Linked DNA regions of Zea mays: region 2 is linked to region 1. Evidence: chromatin contacts called from public Hi-C data. All regions are on one chromosome and are shown on one strand. Each heading gives the region's core, a stretch centred on a gene start, on an enhancer-like site or on the middle of the called end of the contact. The rest is flanking DNA. Distances are from core to core; before and after follow the strand shown. Region 1 holds the start of LOC100276011. Region 2 holds the start of LOC100284170 (charged multivesicular body protein 2a).

Region 1 (6,978 bases), core at 1,764-4,263:
TCAATTACACAAATTCACAATTACACACATAGATTCTGCCAGCAATTACAAGATCACAAATTCACAATTACACATTCACAATTCACAAGGCAAGATAAAAATTCACAATTACAAGATCACACATTCACAATTACACAAATTCACAATTACAAATTCACAATTCACAAGTACCAGCAAGCTAAAAATGAGAAGGCAAGATAAGTTGAATAATATTGGAGCTGTTAGTGCAATGCTGCCTCATTAAAAACCTTCCTAGGTAAAAACTCACACCTCGTGAGAAAACCCTAGGAAGGAAAAGAGTACAGCCAGCTCCTAATTGTTCAAGTGTTCATTAAGTTCATTACATCAGTAGAAAAGTAAAACATAGCAGACAGAAGTAAACTAAGAAGAGTCCAACCAACTCCTAAGACCTAAGTTGAGGGACCAGTTTCCACATCTTTGTCTTTCCCCCTCTTGTTTGAACTATCTTCAACATCAAGGTACATGTTCTCAAAGGTTGATCTAAGAACAAATCGGAAGAGCAAGAGCACCGAAAAATCACCGACGACCACCACTCACCAGTTTAGGTTTAGGGTTAGGAGAAGCCGAGAAGTAGTCGAACTTACAGACAGGGGGCAGGGGCTATGTCGGCTCACCGGAGCAAGAGGAACACGACAGTCGACGGCCGACGAGCGCAAAGCACGGATCCACGGAGCCACTCCACGAAGGAGATCCAGAGAGGGCGAGTCCGCGAGTGTGACGGAGACGGAGAGGGCGAGGTCGCGAGGGCGAGAGAGGAGACGAAAATGTGGAAGACTGGAATGTGTGCGCGTGCGGGCGGTGCGGCGGACGGGGGAGTCGGGGAGGGATATTTTGATGTGAGCCGGGCTTGGAACGGGCCGTAAGCTTAAACGGGCCGTGCTCGGGCTCCGCCCGACGTGCCCCGACTCAGGCCCAAGCACGGCCCGGGTGTCGTGCCGGGCCGGCCCGAGCCCGTCGCCTTCCGTGCCGTGCCGGGTACGGGTCGAGCCTAACCCGTGCCATGCTTCGGGCTACCCGTTAGGCCCGACCCGTTTGGACATGTATAGCTGCACCGCGAGGTTGCAGTTGCACGCTGCGGTGCCGTGATGTGTGCGCGACAGAGAGCAGGGTCGGCGCCGAGATCCGCCGACGTGAGCGGCGCCGGCACTTGGCAGAGCCCGGGGCATGCGACCAAGCTGCACAGCGGCACGTAGAGTAACAGTACTGTGCTCCGACGGTCTGACCTGTGATGGCACATTGACTGCGTGCCACACTGGAAGTGGAAGCCCTCTGCAGAGTGCAGCCTGCAGGCTCCAGGCTCCAGGCCTGCAACAGCAGTACTACGCTATACGTTGCTGGCTGCTGCAGCGAACCATTGTTTCATGCCTAGCAGGCTAGCACGACTGGACGTACGTGCAGCGCTGCTGTGCCGCTGTCGCAAGGGTGCGTGCGTGCTGTGGCTTCAAGCCTTCGCAGTTTGACCTGCAATGTGACGTGACTAGAGCGGCATGTGCTGCTGGCTACGAGTAATAAATTCTGGCACCTTGCCGCGCAGCGCTTTTTTTTTTCATATTGACACTTGCATGCAACGTATAAATTCCATGTTTTCTCTCTCTAACATAGTAAGCTCCATCGTCTCTCAAAAACACACAAGTGATCTCACATATCTTTCTTTTGGTATTTTCTCCTTTTTAAAACTTTTTATGTTTGTATCAACTGAATCTTAAAAAACTGTGGCAAAACATATAAAAAACACAATATACTTTTTTGGACTCCAAGTTAATAGATCTATATAGCGATTGTATATATGGTATGCTTTAGTATTTTTTTGTTGTATCTTAGATCTATATTTTTCTGTGATTAATTTATATTTGTAGTTTTTAAGATCTAGTTGTGGCAAAAAAAAAATTATGACACGCTATTCATTGCATACTTAAGATGTAGTAAAAAATTCATACTCATAGGATGATATATGACTAAATCATGATTTATCTATATTTTTCCTTGTTGAATAGTTTTTGAATAGTTAAAAGTATGTAAAAAATGTGCTTTCTATGCGATGTTCTCTATAATAACATGATTATATTAAGTGTTTATAATATATAACAATAATAATAGTGTTTATAATATATAACAATAACAATAGCGTTTATTATAATATATAACAATAATAACAGTGCACATAGAACATATATTTTATATCTTGCACACTTTGACTGTTTAAAAAACTAGATAAATCTAGATAACTCAATAATACATGATCCAATGAGAATAAAAATTCAACAATAGTTTAAACATGCAATGATTAATTGATTAGATCACCATAAAGATATTTCACCTCAGTTGTACAAAAAAATACAAGTTTAAATTAATTATAAAAAGCATAGATCTAATGCTATAACAATACTTTATACTAAAATATATCATATCATATATTTAGGGCTAGTTTGGAAACCCCGTTTTCTAAGGGATTTCTATTTTTTCAAGAGAAATTAGTACATTTTCCCTTTAGAAAATAGGAATACGTTGGAAAAATGAAGTTTCTAAACTAGTCCTTATTACGTAGATCTACCCATGTAAAATTTGACAAAATGATTTTTTAAATTTTTAATATTTCTATGGTTTATTATAATTATTTAAAGATTTAACCGAAATAAACATAAAAAGGAAAGAAAATCCACCGAGGGAAACAACTAGCGAGATACGGGAGGATTTGTGTTCAGTTTTATATTTAAGAAAAAAACTGATTTATTGTGATAGTTGTCTAAGGCAAAATAGACTTTTTATTGAGGGTCTGTGTGGTAATGTAGTTCAAAAAAAATTGGAAAGAGACTATTCATTATCATGGGCCGAACAATGTTTAGGATGGGCCACTTTACAAGCCCAGCGGCTGGTTGCCAGATGGGATGAACTCACATTCCTATCCAGAAACATAGTCCGTTTAGGCCCAAAAGAAGCGGCACCACGAGTCCACGAGGGTCCAACTGATGCTCGGGCTCCCCAATCCCCACCCGGAAAGGCCCAATCGCTCACAGGTTGCAGCGCTTCGACCCTCCTCCGGAGTAATCCACAGCAGCGGTGGGAGCAACAGGGACGGTGGAGACATGGAGGAGCCGCTACCGAAGCCCGCCCCCTCGGCAGCCGCGGAGGAGGTGGCGGAGCGGTTCAGGTCGCTCGTCGACCCCGATGATGTTGCCTCCATCAGGCAGACGCAGCACCTCATGTGAGCTCGCGCACTCCCTTTCTACCCCCCGATCCCGTCGAGCCCTGAATGGTTCAGATGTTCTGATTCATCAGTACTACTGCTGCGACTTTCAGTTGCTGTGCCTAGCGTGTTAGGGGATGTTTGAATACACTAGAGCTAATAGTTAGCGGCTAAAATTAGTTGGAGACATCCAAATCCTTAGCTAATAGTTTAACTATTAGCTATTTTTAGTAAATCAGTTAATAGTTGGCTAGCTAATTTCACTAGAATTTTTTAGCCAACTAGATATTAGCTCTAGTGCATTCAAACACCCCCTTAATTAAGATATTTTTGGGTAATTCCTCAATAGATTCACCAATCAACCACCTATAGTAAATTAGTAACCTGTTGCTTCCATGCCTGACGATGATTCATCATCTAAAGTGTGTGCTGACATGTGCTGCCCTTATTACTCTGTGCCTTTTGTTTCTCTGGGAAATATTTCCTAGGTGCAAATTTTCACATGGACAACCCAGTCCTGGTAGCTCCTACATGAGTAGGATCTGGCAAAGGAATAACTGAGGCTAGACTTGCCCCACATTTTGCAAACTTGGGACTTTTTTCTGTGGAAAGGCTTATCGCTACTATGTCAGACCTGTCCTTCATATGGATCCAGATCCTTGTGTATACCTCACAGTTAAACGATTGTTCACCATGACGCTTAAGCCATGGTTATCATGGCACCACGGTGAGGCAGTTCCAGCCTAGGCAACCATTTATCCAGTAGCAAGTAAACGACATATATGATACATCAAATACTAGCACTAGCAAATAAAATATAGGCCCAACAAGTAGCAAGCAACTATATATGTCCAGCAAATACACGATAAACCGGATAACTGATAAATATGGCATACTGCCCTAAACCCATAAGGCCTAACGATATCTAAGTACATCTCATTTATGCCGCCCACATCCTCATCACTTGCAGTTGCAATAACTTCATCATCTGTATCAAGAGCTTGGCCATAAGTCATCCTCAACATATAGATCATCAGGAGCAACAAAGTCAATTTCAGCTTCTTCCTCTTCTCCAAGTAGCAAACCGATCCTTGCTCACTTGACACCGTGTCCAGATCGTGGCACTGTGTGTCACCAAGGGCTTGCCGATCCGACCCTTGCCATTTAACACCACACTGGGGTTCCAATATTGCGTGCATTGCTAAGAGGGTTATGCCCTAATGGATTTTGTTCAGGTTTCATCTCCATTAGAATGGCTAGGCTTGGTTTAATATTGGCTCGCCAAGCTTGTCAAAACCCTCCTACTTTACTAGGACTTGGGACCTGCTATCTTGAGGCATCATAGGCAGAGTTAAAAGCTACATATCTAGAAAAAGGCAAAATATACTTAGGAATGGAGTATTAGTTACAATCCTCGCGAAAGGACCTCTAGCGTAATGGTTAAGGCTTCCGAGTAGCACCTCCAGGTCCCGAGTTCGATCTCCCTCGGGGGTAAACTCCTGCTTGGTTAAAAAAATCCCCTTGATGTGCCCCGCCCGCTCCCGGGTTACGTCATGCGTGCCACCCTATGGTTGGGTCGTTGCAGAGTGGGCGGTGACGGCTCGCTAGTGGTTGGGGGGCCAGGGTTCGGGGATTTTCTCAGCCGGGACCATGTTTCGGTCTCTTCTTAATATTTTTTTTCTCGAAAAACGCAGGAGAAATGCTCCTCATTTTATTAAGTAAGAAGAAATAGGGTCGGAAAAGGACCCGAATACAGGACCTCCTTATGGAGGCCAGAAACAAGCATAAAGGAAACAATCCATACACAACTAAAAGATACAACTTATCTCAGGCATTGGTACTGGGAGCAGCTAAAAAGGAAAGACCCTTAGCTCCTGCAACCATCCATTTCTCCCTTTCCTCAGCAGTGGCCTCTAATAGTGTAGTGATATTTGGGGGAGACCCATCAAACACCACTCTGTTTCTGAACTTCCAGATCATCCAGGCTCCCAGAATCAAAAGTGAATTTACCCCCTTCTTGGTCATGCCTGACACAATATCAGCAATACGTTTCCACCACTGCAGGAAGTTTGTGTCATCTTGGATAGGGGCAAGAATGTGGAGCCCGAATTTCCGAAGAGTGATGTACCAATATAATCTGGAAAAGCTACAAGAAACCAAAAGATGGTTGATGGTTTCAGGCTCTTGGTCACAAAGAGGGCATCTAGGAGGATGTTTTAGTCCTCTTTTTTCAAGTCTGTCTGCAGTCCAACACCTATTATGAGCCACCAGCCAAAGGAAGAACCAACACTTAGGAGGTGCCCAAGTTTTCCAGACCATTTTGTAATGTTCAAAACCAACAGAGCCAGTGAAGAAACCCTTATAAGCCGAGCATGCAGAATACTGCCCATTAGAAGCGATTGAAAAGATATGCTTATCCTCAGAGTTAGGTTGCAATACAACATCAGATATTGCATTCCAGAGATGTAGGTAATCTACCAGAACTCCCCAGGTCAAGGCACCTTTAATATCAGAGACCCATCTTCTATTAGTTAGAGCCTCGCGAACAGTTCTTTTAGAAACAATTCTTTTTGGAACAGTCAAGAGGAGCCTTGGAGCAATATCAGAAACACTTCTGGCATTAATCCACTTGTCACTCCAAAAGAAGGTGTTAGCACCATTACCAATTTCTGTGACAAGCACAGAAGAGAAGAGGGCTTTAGCATTGCTGGGGACATGAACAGGAAGATTATTCCAGGGGCGGGTAGGGTCGGTCCTTTGCAGCCATAGCCATCTCATCCGAAGTGCCCAACAGAGTTCAGGGAGGCTGGAAATTCCCAAACCTCCAAAGTTCAAGGGTCTACACACTTTGCCCCAAGCCACCATACAATGCCCTCCTTTAACCTCTCTTCTGCCTCTCCATAAGAAACCTTTCCTTATCTTATCAATTTCCTTAATGACCCACATAGGGAAATCAATAGCCATAGCAGTATAAACACACATCCCAGTGAGAACATGTTGCACTAGAATTCTTCTCCCTGCCCTATTTAATAAGTCAGCCTTCCAGTTAGGTAATCTGTCAGCAATCTTATCCACCAGGGGCCAGAGTTGTTGGTTGGTTAATTTATGAAGGGATAGAGGAAGGCCCAGATATTTGCAGGGGAAGGAGGCAATATCACAAGGTAACATATGCTGGACGTCCAAGATAGTCTCCTCAGAGCACCTTATAGGGTAAATATTGGATTTATGAGTATTGTTATGAAGCCCAGAGGCATCTCCAAAGAGTCCAAGAATATCCAGAGTAATGGAGATATCCGACTGAATGGGGTGCAGGAACAAGACAACATCATCTGCATAAACTGAAATTCTGTGAAGATTTTCCCCCAAGTAAAGCTGTTGAAGTAAACCAGCCTCCTCAGCCCTAGAGAAAAGGACCCCCAGAACATCCATGACAAGAATGAAAAGCATTGGGGATAGGGGATCTCCCTGTCTTAGTCCCCTTCTATGCTGAATTCTTTTCCCGGGGCAGCCATTTAGAATAACCTGAGTAGAGGAGGAACCAAGCAGCCCACAAATGATGTCTCTCCAAAGATCTCCGAAACCCATATGTTTTATAACTTCAATCAAGAAAGCCCAGGAAATAGAATCAAAGGCTTTAGAAATATCCAGCTTAAAAAGGAGTCGTGCCTTGCTTTGGGAATGAAAAAGTCTTGCAGTTTGTTGCACAAGCATAAAATTATCTTGTATGAATCTGCCTTTGATGAAAGAACTTTGAATAGGAGACACCATATTAT
Region 2 (6,978 bases), core at 2,599-5,098, 150 kb after region 1:
TTTCATTGATTTAACTTCACTTTTATATGACAAGAATCTTATGATGTGTATGCGTTCACTCTTATTAGTATGATACACGTTCTTTTTGTCAAAGATTACTGAGTATAACTAACCATCCCTTCTATTGACAGAAACTTCAAAACAAACTACTCTCACAAAACTTGTAGGGTTGTCATCAATCACCAAAAAGGGGGAGATTGAAAGCATCTAGGCCCCTGGTTGGTTTTAGTGATTAATGACAACATAGTATTATATGTGACTAACGTATGTTTTGCAGAGACAAATGGTAAGTTAGATCACATGACAGGTAGAAGTACTACAACGGTGAAAACAATCCCGGAGATAAGAACTCGAAGCGACGGCTAAAACGACGAAACAAAAGGCGAAGGTCTACGGAGTCCGAGTGTCAAGGAGATGTGGACACTCGCGATTTAGTTAGGTCTTTTATTCTCTTTTAGCCGTACTATAAAGAGGGGTTGTCGATGAGTAGTTTGACCAAGAGAGTTCTAGTGTAGTGTTGGTGCACAATCACACTCACATACAGTGCTAGGTGTCACTCTAGAACTCACTCACAAGTTAGAACGAAAACCGATTTGAAAATCAGCTGAAAATCAAGAGTTAGGGTTTTCTGGCCCTGGGGCACCGGACTGTCCGGTGTGCACCGGACTGTCCGGTGCACCCTCTGCCAGGTGGGGCCTGGCTGGCCCGGGGAAGATCCTTCTCCATCCATAAACCCGAGAGCGCAGGTTTCAGAGATGAATTTTAGTGACGCACCGGACAGCGCACCGGACATCGCACCGGACTGTCCGGTGTGCCATGAGTCCAACGGCTAGCTGTCAGAACTAGCCGTTGGAAACGACCGTTGGCACACCTGTGGCGCACCGTTGGCGCACCGGACTGTCCGGTGCGCCAGTGCGCAGAAAGTTGCCTGTAACGGCTAGTTGGTGGGTGAGGGCTATTTATACCCCTTCCACCCACCATATTCAATGTCTTGCACTCCACATTTATTCTAGCACATTGCTAGAGCATTGCAAGCACCAAAAGCCTAGTGAGGAGATTAGAGAATCTTAATCCGCGTTTGTTCCTCATTAGCGCTAGCGAGAGCCACCTAGAGCACACATCACTTGCATTAGGCTTCTCTTGGTCAAGCGAAAGTCTACGACTTGTTACTCTTGGTGATCGGCATCACCTAGACGGCTTGGTGGCGTTGGGAGCTCGGTGATCACCGTGAAGATCTTGTTGGTGACCCGACTCAAGTTTGTAAGCGGTCTCGAGGGATCCACCGCGCCGGAGTGGCAAAGGATCATCTCGTAGTGAGCACTTGGTTCTTGCGAGGACCAAGGGGGAGCGATACCCTTGCGCGGGTGCTCCAACGAGGACTAGTGGAGAGTGCCGACTCTTCGATACCTCAGGAAAAAATTGGAGGAGTCTTCTAAACCTTGCTTTACATTCCGCACTTAATTCAAGCACTTTACATTGTGTATTTGTTTAGCAAGTATTTGAAGTATTGTCTTAGCATTGTTGCATTTCTAGTATTATATTCTTAGTGCTAGTAGTTGGGGTGAAGTTGGGCTCTTGCTTAGCTCTTGCTTAGGTTTTAATTAGTGTTGATTTTTAGAAAAGCCCAATTCACCCCCCTCTTGGGCATCGTGATCCTTTCAGGCATGAGTGAGAGAGAGGGGACGACAGGGACACATGGAGGTGGAGGGCGGAGGGCGGAGGACGACAGGGACACATGGAGGTGGAGGGCGGAGGGGTCACATGTGAGGTGGAGGATGAAGGATGATACACATAATATTTTTATTAGATTGGAGTAAGGGAGATGGCAGAGTTATCTAGTGATCTAAATCATTGGTGTTTGATGACGTGTTAAGTCTACATGTAATTTATTTGATAGATTTACTAGTGGTTATGAGTGTTGGGGTAATTTGGTTGGATGAGTTTTGTAAAGTTTAAATTGATAAATTATATAGTGGTATATATAAAAATGATATAGTTGTGTCCTTAATAGGGCCTTACATACATCTAGCCTTGCTCTAAGGGAGCAACATGTCAGGTGTATATGGGCCTTGATACATACAATGCATATACAACAAAGACGTATATGCATCTAATATGCTTCCTAGGCCTGGGCAAAAAGAACTGGAACCGAGGAACCGAACCGAAATAACCAAGAACCGAAACCGAACTAACCGAACCGAAGGAACCGTTATGAAATTCGGTTCTGATTTTTTTTAGAATCGAAATAAATGAGATATTTTCGGTTCTGCACTCCAAAGAACCGAAAGAACCGAAAAAACCAAAAGTATTAGATTCAATTTGTTACATGTGTTTGTAGCTTCGGATGTTGTTTTATCAACTTATGTTGAACCTCTAATCATCCATATATTATCAATAAAATTATGGTCATTGTGCACTTGTGGTTGTTTGTGTGGAGATGTTGCTGAAATTTCTAACAAAAGTTGTCGTTATTTAGAATTTTAGAGTGCCTGTTACAGTTCGGTTAGAACCGAGGAACCAAACTGAAGAACCGAGAACCGAACTAGTCGGTTCTGGTTTCTTTATCTTGCTATTTCGGTTCTAGTTTTCGAAGAACCAAATTTCTATAAGAATCGAGGAATCGAACCGAACCGAAGAACCGAACGCCCAGTATTGCTTCCTGGCTAATCACCAAATTGCGAGTTATAGACGTTTGATGAGCAGCATATTTGATGTAAAAAAAAAGAGATCGTTCAAGTGATCGTTGGTGTAAAAAAGAGAGCATTCGAGTGATCGTGCTAGAACTGTCGCGCGCAGTGAATTGTCGTGACAAAATTCATTTCCAAACTCAGTGGATTTCATGTACACACCAATAAATACTCATCATATGAGCCTCTAGATTGACTCGACTACCCCGCGAGAATCCCACGACGCCGGCGACGGCCTCCACGACGCTCTGTCCGCGCCGTCGTGGTGAGCGACGATGCGGTGGCCGCCGCCGACAGCCGCGGTGTAGCAACCTGCTTGATCCACGACTTCAGGGAACGGGCTGGTCCTCCGCCGCTCCTCGTCCTTGAGCAGCTCCGCAAGGCTGTCTACAATACTGATGGTTGCAATGCAGTGGTGAAACAACTAAACTAAAATAATAAAATTTATGTATAGTTAGGATCATAAATGGATTATGAAACATTTTCTTATAACAATATAACACATATTTTGTATATAAGTTATCGTGATATTATATGTTTCTGTTACAACGCACGTGCACCCACCTAGTTAGAATATATGTCCTTTGTTATTAATATAAAACATTATCTCTGATACATATTGTCATGTGTAAAAATTATTATATGTACATCAAAATAAATATATTTGTAACAATGAGTGATCTCTTTATAAGATAATTATTTATTTTTATCATTAATTATTACACGAAAACAACATCATATGAAAGTCTAACGGGTCTCCGCTAGAAATCAAGAGAGAGATTGTTTTCCATTCCTGTTTACCCATCATTTTCCGTTTACATCTGTTTACATCTTTGTAGAGAAAGAAACTTCTCTATAATCATTATCTAACTAACTCAGAAATTCCTCGCGGGAATCGAGGACGGGAACCATTGCCATCTCTCCTAGGCACGGATCCAATCCCAATGCGCTGGCGCGCGGGTCTCTCTTCCCGCACACCCCTTGGAATTCCTCCACTGAGATTTGGGTCCCACGCTTACGTGGATCCCATGCTCCATGTCTGAAGCTTGAAGGGGGCCAGGTGCCGCCGTGTAGCGTCGCGCGTTGTTTTTCCGTCCGCAACGGCTAGCGAAGCCTGGAGTGACCTAAAAGCTGGGCTGGGTCGGCAACTGACTGACAAGTGAAAATACCCGTTGGGCTCGGCTCGCGCGGCGCCGTCCTCTCCCACTCTCTACGCACGAACACAGCACGCGCCGCACCCCGCTCTCTCTCTCCTGCGTTCCCATCTGCGGCGGGGAGTGAGCACATTGAGGACGGTCTACTCCTCGTTCGCGTGCGGTTCGTCCCGAGCGATCCGGCAACCATGAACATCTTCAAGAAGAAGGTCGACCCCAAAGGTGCGGCTACTCACTCTTTGATTTCCTTTGTCGCGGGAGGGTGGTGACTGGTCTGGTGTCCCTTTAGGTTCGTGGATCCGCGAGAAATTTGGGGGGTTATCGCCGCCGTTTTATTCGGTGCTCACTGCTGCTTAGCTTCGATTATTCGCGGGGTGGAAGTGCCGTCTCCGCCGCCCGAACTCCGCAGGCGAGGTTCTCGATGGATTTCTGCCTCCGCCAGACCTGGAGGGAGGCCAGCCTGGTTGGGGTTAGGGTTTTAGGGCAACTTGTGCGCTTCTGTGTGAGGAGCGGTCGAGTGGAGGAGTCAAGCGTTCCGTTATGCGTTGCGGATTCTCCGGGAACTCGTTGGGGGGCAAAATGCGGATCACAAGCTTCGTGTGCTGAACGCACTGCTGACGAGTTGCTGTTTGTTTGTCACTTGCAGAGGCTCTCAGGACCAGCAAACGTGAAATGGCGGTCGCCACGCGGGGTGAGCAACCGAGCACTGCTGACCAATTGTTTGCCACTGCTGATGATTTACTGTTAGTAGACTATTAGTTCGCATTGCTACCCAGGCATCGTGGAAAAAGAATTCAGGAATCGCTGGCACATTTGCTAGTCGACATGTGTGTTATATTGAACCAGACTAGCACATGTTCATGAATCTGGAATATAGGTGGATATCTCATAACTTATATTGTTACAGGTTTGGCATATCAAATTACAGTAGCTCTTCGATTTAAAGAATGACGCTTAGGTAGCAGACCTTTTAGCCTTTATTTAATTTTGCTCTCAGTGATGCTAATGAATCCAGCAATCGCTACCATGTTTGCTACTGGATCTTTGTTATATTGAATCAGATCAGCAAAATATCATAAATTTGGTAAATCAATTGGTATTTGATAGTTTCTCTTGTTATAAAGTTCAGATTTAGATGACAGCAGCCCTTCAGTTCAAAATGAGGCTACATAATTTGCAATGCTAATTTTCTGACATCAACTCTCTATTTTACATCTTTTAGGAGTTGAGAGAGAGATTGGTTCCCTGCAAATGGAGGTATGCAGTATGTGCTGTTTGAAACATTTTAGTATAAATTTGAGTGGAGGCATGAAGTGGTTGTGTTAAATGTACCATTGTCTGTTATTCACGGTGCAGTTTTTACTACTACAGTATCCTGTGTTCTTGGAATGACTTGCTGATATCTATGTTCTGACATAATACTGTGTCTACCAAGCTCTAGCCACAATCTAGAAGCAGAAGCTAACCATCCTGAGGCCCCTAGCTAGCTTTCTCATGTGGTCCGAGGTGTGGAGTGCAAAACAAATCTCTGGCCTAGAGGGAGTGTGATACATGTAGTGTTGCTGTCTTGGGCAACTGTTTTTTATTGGTTTATTTCTTAACTTCCCCTACTCTAGCAAATTTGTTTATCTGTTTCTAGGGTACATGGGGCTGCCTTTAATATTTGTTTATTGTTTGTGGACTTCCCTTACTAGAAGTAGAAGCCACAGCGTGGCATGTCAACTTATGGGCCCAGCAGGTTGCCATGCGACCTATCTATGTGCAAGTTGTATTGTCTGGTGTTGGTAATTCCATAGTGTCATTATGCAGGAGAAAAAGCTGGTTGCAGAGATAAAGAAGACTGCCAAGACTGGAAATGAGGTGAGTCTATTAGGAAGTTGAGGGAGATCGGTAGTCTCCAGTTCGCTTTGTCCTATGTTCTGATGATAGATGATCTGAATTTCTCAAGGCTGCAACCAAAATATTAGCTCGGCAACTTGTCAGGCTGAGGCAACAAATCCTCAATTTGCAAGGCACACGGGCACAGATTCGTGGAGTAGCTACTCACACACAGGCATGACCACCTTCGTGTTTGACTTTTTTTGAATTTCTGTTCTGATCGTGGACAAGATTAACTCGTGATTAATGCATCCATTCTTTATTCAGGCAATGTATGCTGGCACTTCAATCTCTGCTGGAATGAAAGGTGCAAGCAAAGCTATGTCAGCAATGAACAAGGTAAGAACTAAGATGGAAGACAACCATGTTAGCTGTTATTCAGTGTCAACACACCCTCTTAAGAAAATTTTGATTGTGAACACCTTTTTCGACTGTCTTCTAAGTGGCTTCTATATTTCACTGCACATTTCAGCAAATGGAACCGGCGAAACAGATAAAGGTCATGAAAGAATTCCAGAAACAATCAACACAGTTGGACATGACGGTAATAACATTGACACTGTGCTGGTTTTTGTTTATATTACTTCAAAGTTCAAAGCTCCCTTGTGTCATAGACATGTAACACTTAGTTACTTGCTTAGTTGCCATATACATGAATAAACTAGACACGTAAAACAGTAAATGCACTGTAAACCCGAGACCTGACCAATATGTCACACATGTTTGAACTGACGCTTGTATTCCTGATGTAGAACAGTGAACAGTTACCATTCACTAGCTACCACAACCTCTTAGCATCCTCAAAACATTGCCTTTTTCATTTCATTTACAATATTTGCAGCTTGCTACTGTGCGAAACTATACTATGCAATAGCAAGGTGTTCATCTTTTCTGAGGGATCTCAGAGTGCAATATCAAATCTAGGACTGTATGCCAAAATAATTTGTTGTATGCTTATAGCTGTATCACACTGAAATGTGTCCGTTTCCATTCAGCTTGAGATGATGTCTGATGCTATTGATGAAACACTTGACAAAGATGAGGCGGAGGAGGAAACAGAAGAGCTTACAAACCAGGTAACCCAAAGTTCTCAGAATACCACCTTGTAAGGAATTCTGCTTTGGTTTCCACCAGATCACGGAAACTTCATCCATGCTGAACTTAACTGGCAATGTTATGCAGGTCCTTGACGAGATTGGCGTCGATGTGGCTTCTCAGGTATGCTTTCAACACATGGCATTTGTCTGTTATGCAGATAT

The links. Hi-C and Micro-C count contacts between places; a contact is called where the count stands out from the background.
Region 2: a Hi-C map of root tip shows a contact between it and region 1, with 5 times the contacts expected there. The contact joins the promoter of LOC100284170 here to the promoter of LOC100276011 in region 1. A contact is called at or near these places in 2 of 25 Hi-C or Micro-C datasets (root tip and tassel).

What each region holds. Positions count from the first base shown.
Region 1 is chr5:18,017,011-18,023,988 of Zm-B73-REFERENCE-NAM-5.0, forward strand. It overlaps LOC100276011, which reads left to right and starts at 3,014. Exons shown (of 3, transcript NM_001149905.1): 1 at 3,014-3,223. The coding sequence starts at 3,105.
Region 2 is chr5:18,162,826-18,169,803 of Zm-B73-REFERENCE-NAM-5.0, forward strand. LOC100284170 (charged multivesicular body protein 2a) reads left to right here and starts at 3,849. Exons shown (of 11, transcript NM_001157066.2): 1 at 3,849-4,063; 2 at 4,488-4,532; 3 at 5,064-5,098; 4 at 5,651-5,701; 5 at 5,790-5,894; 6 at 5,987-6,058; 7 at 6,192-6,263; 8 at 6,715-6,795; 9 at 6,902-6,937. The coding sequence starts at 4,030.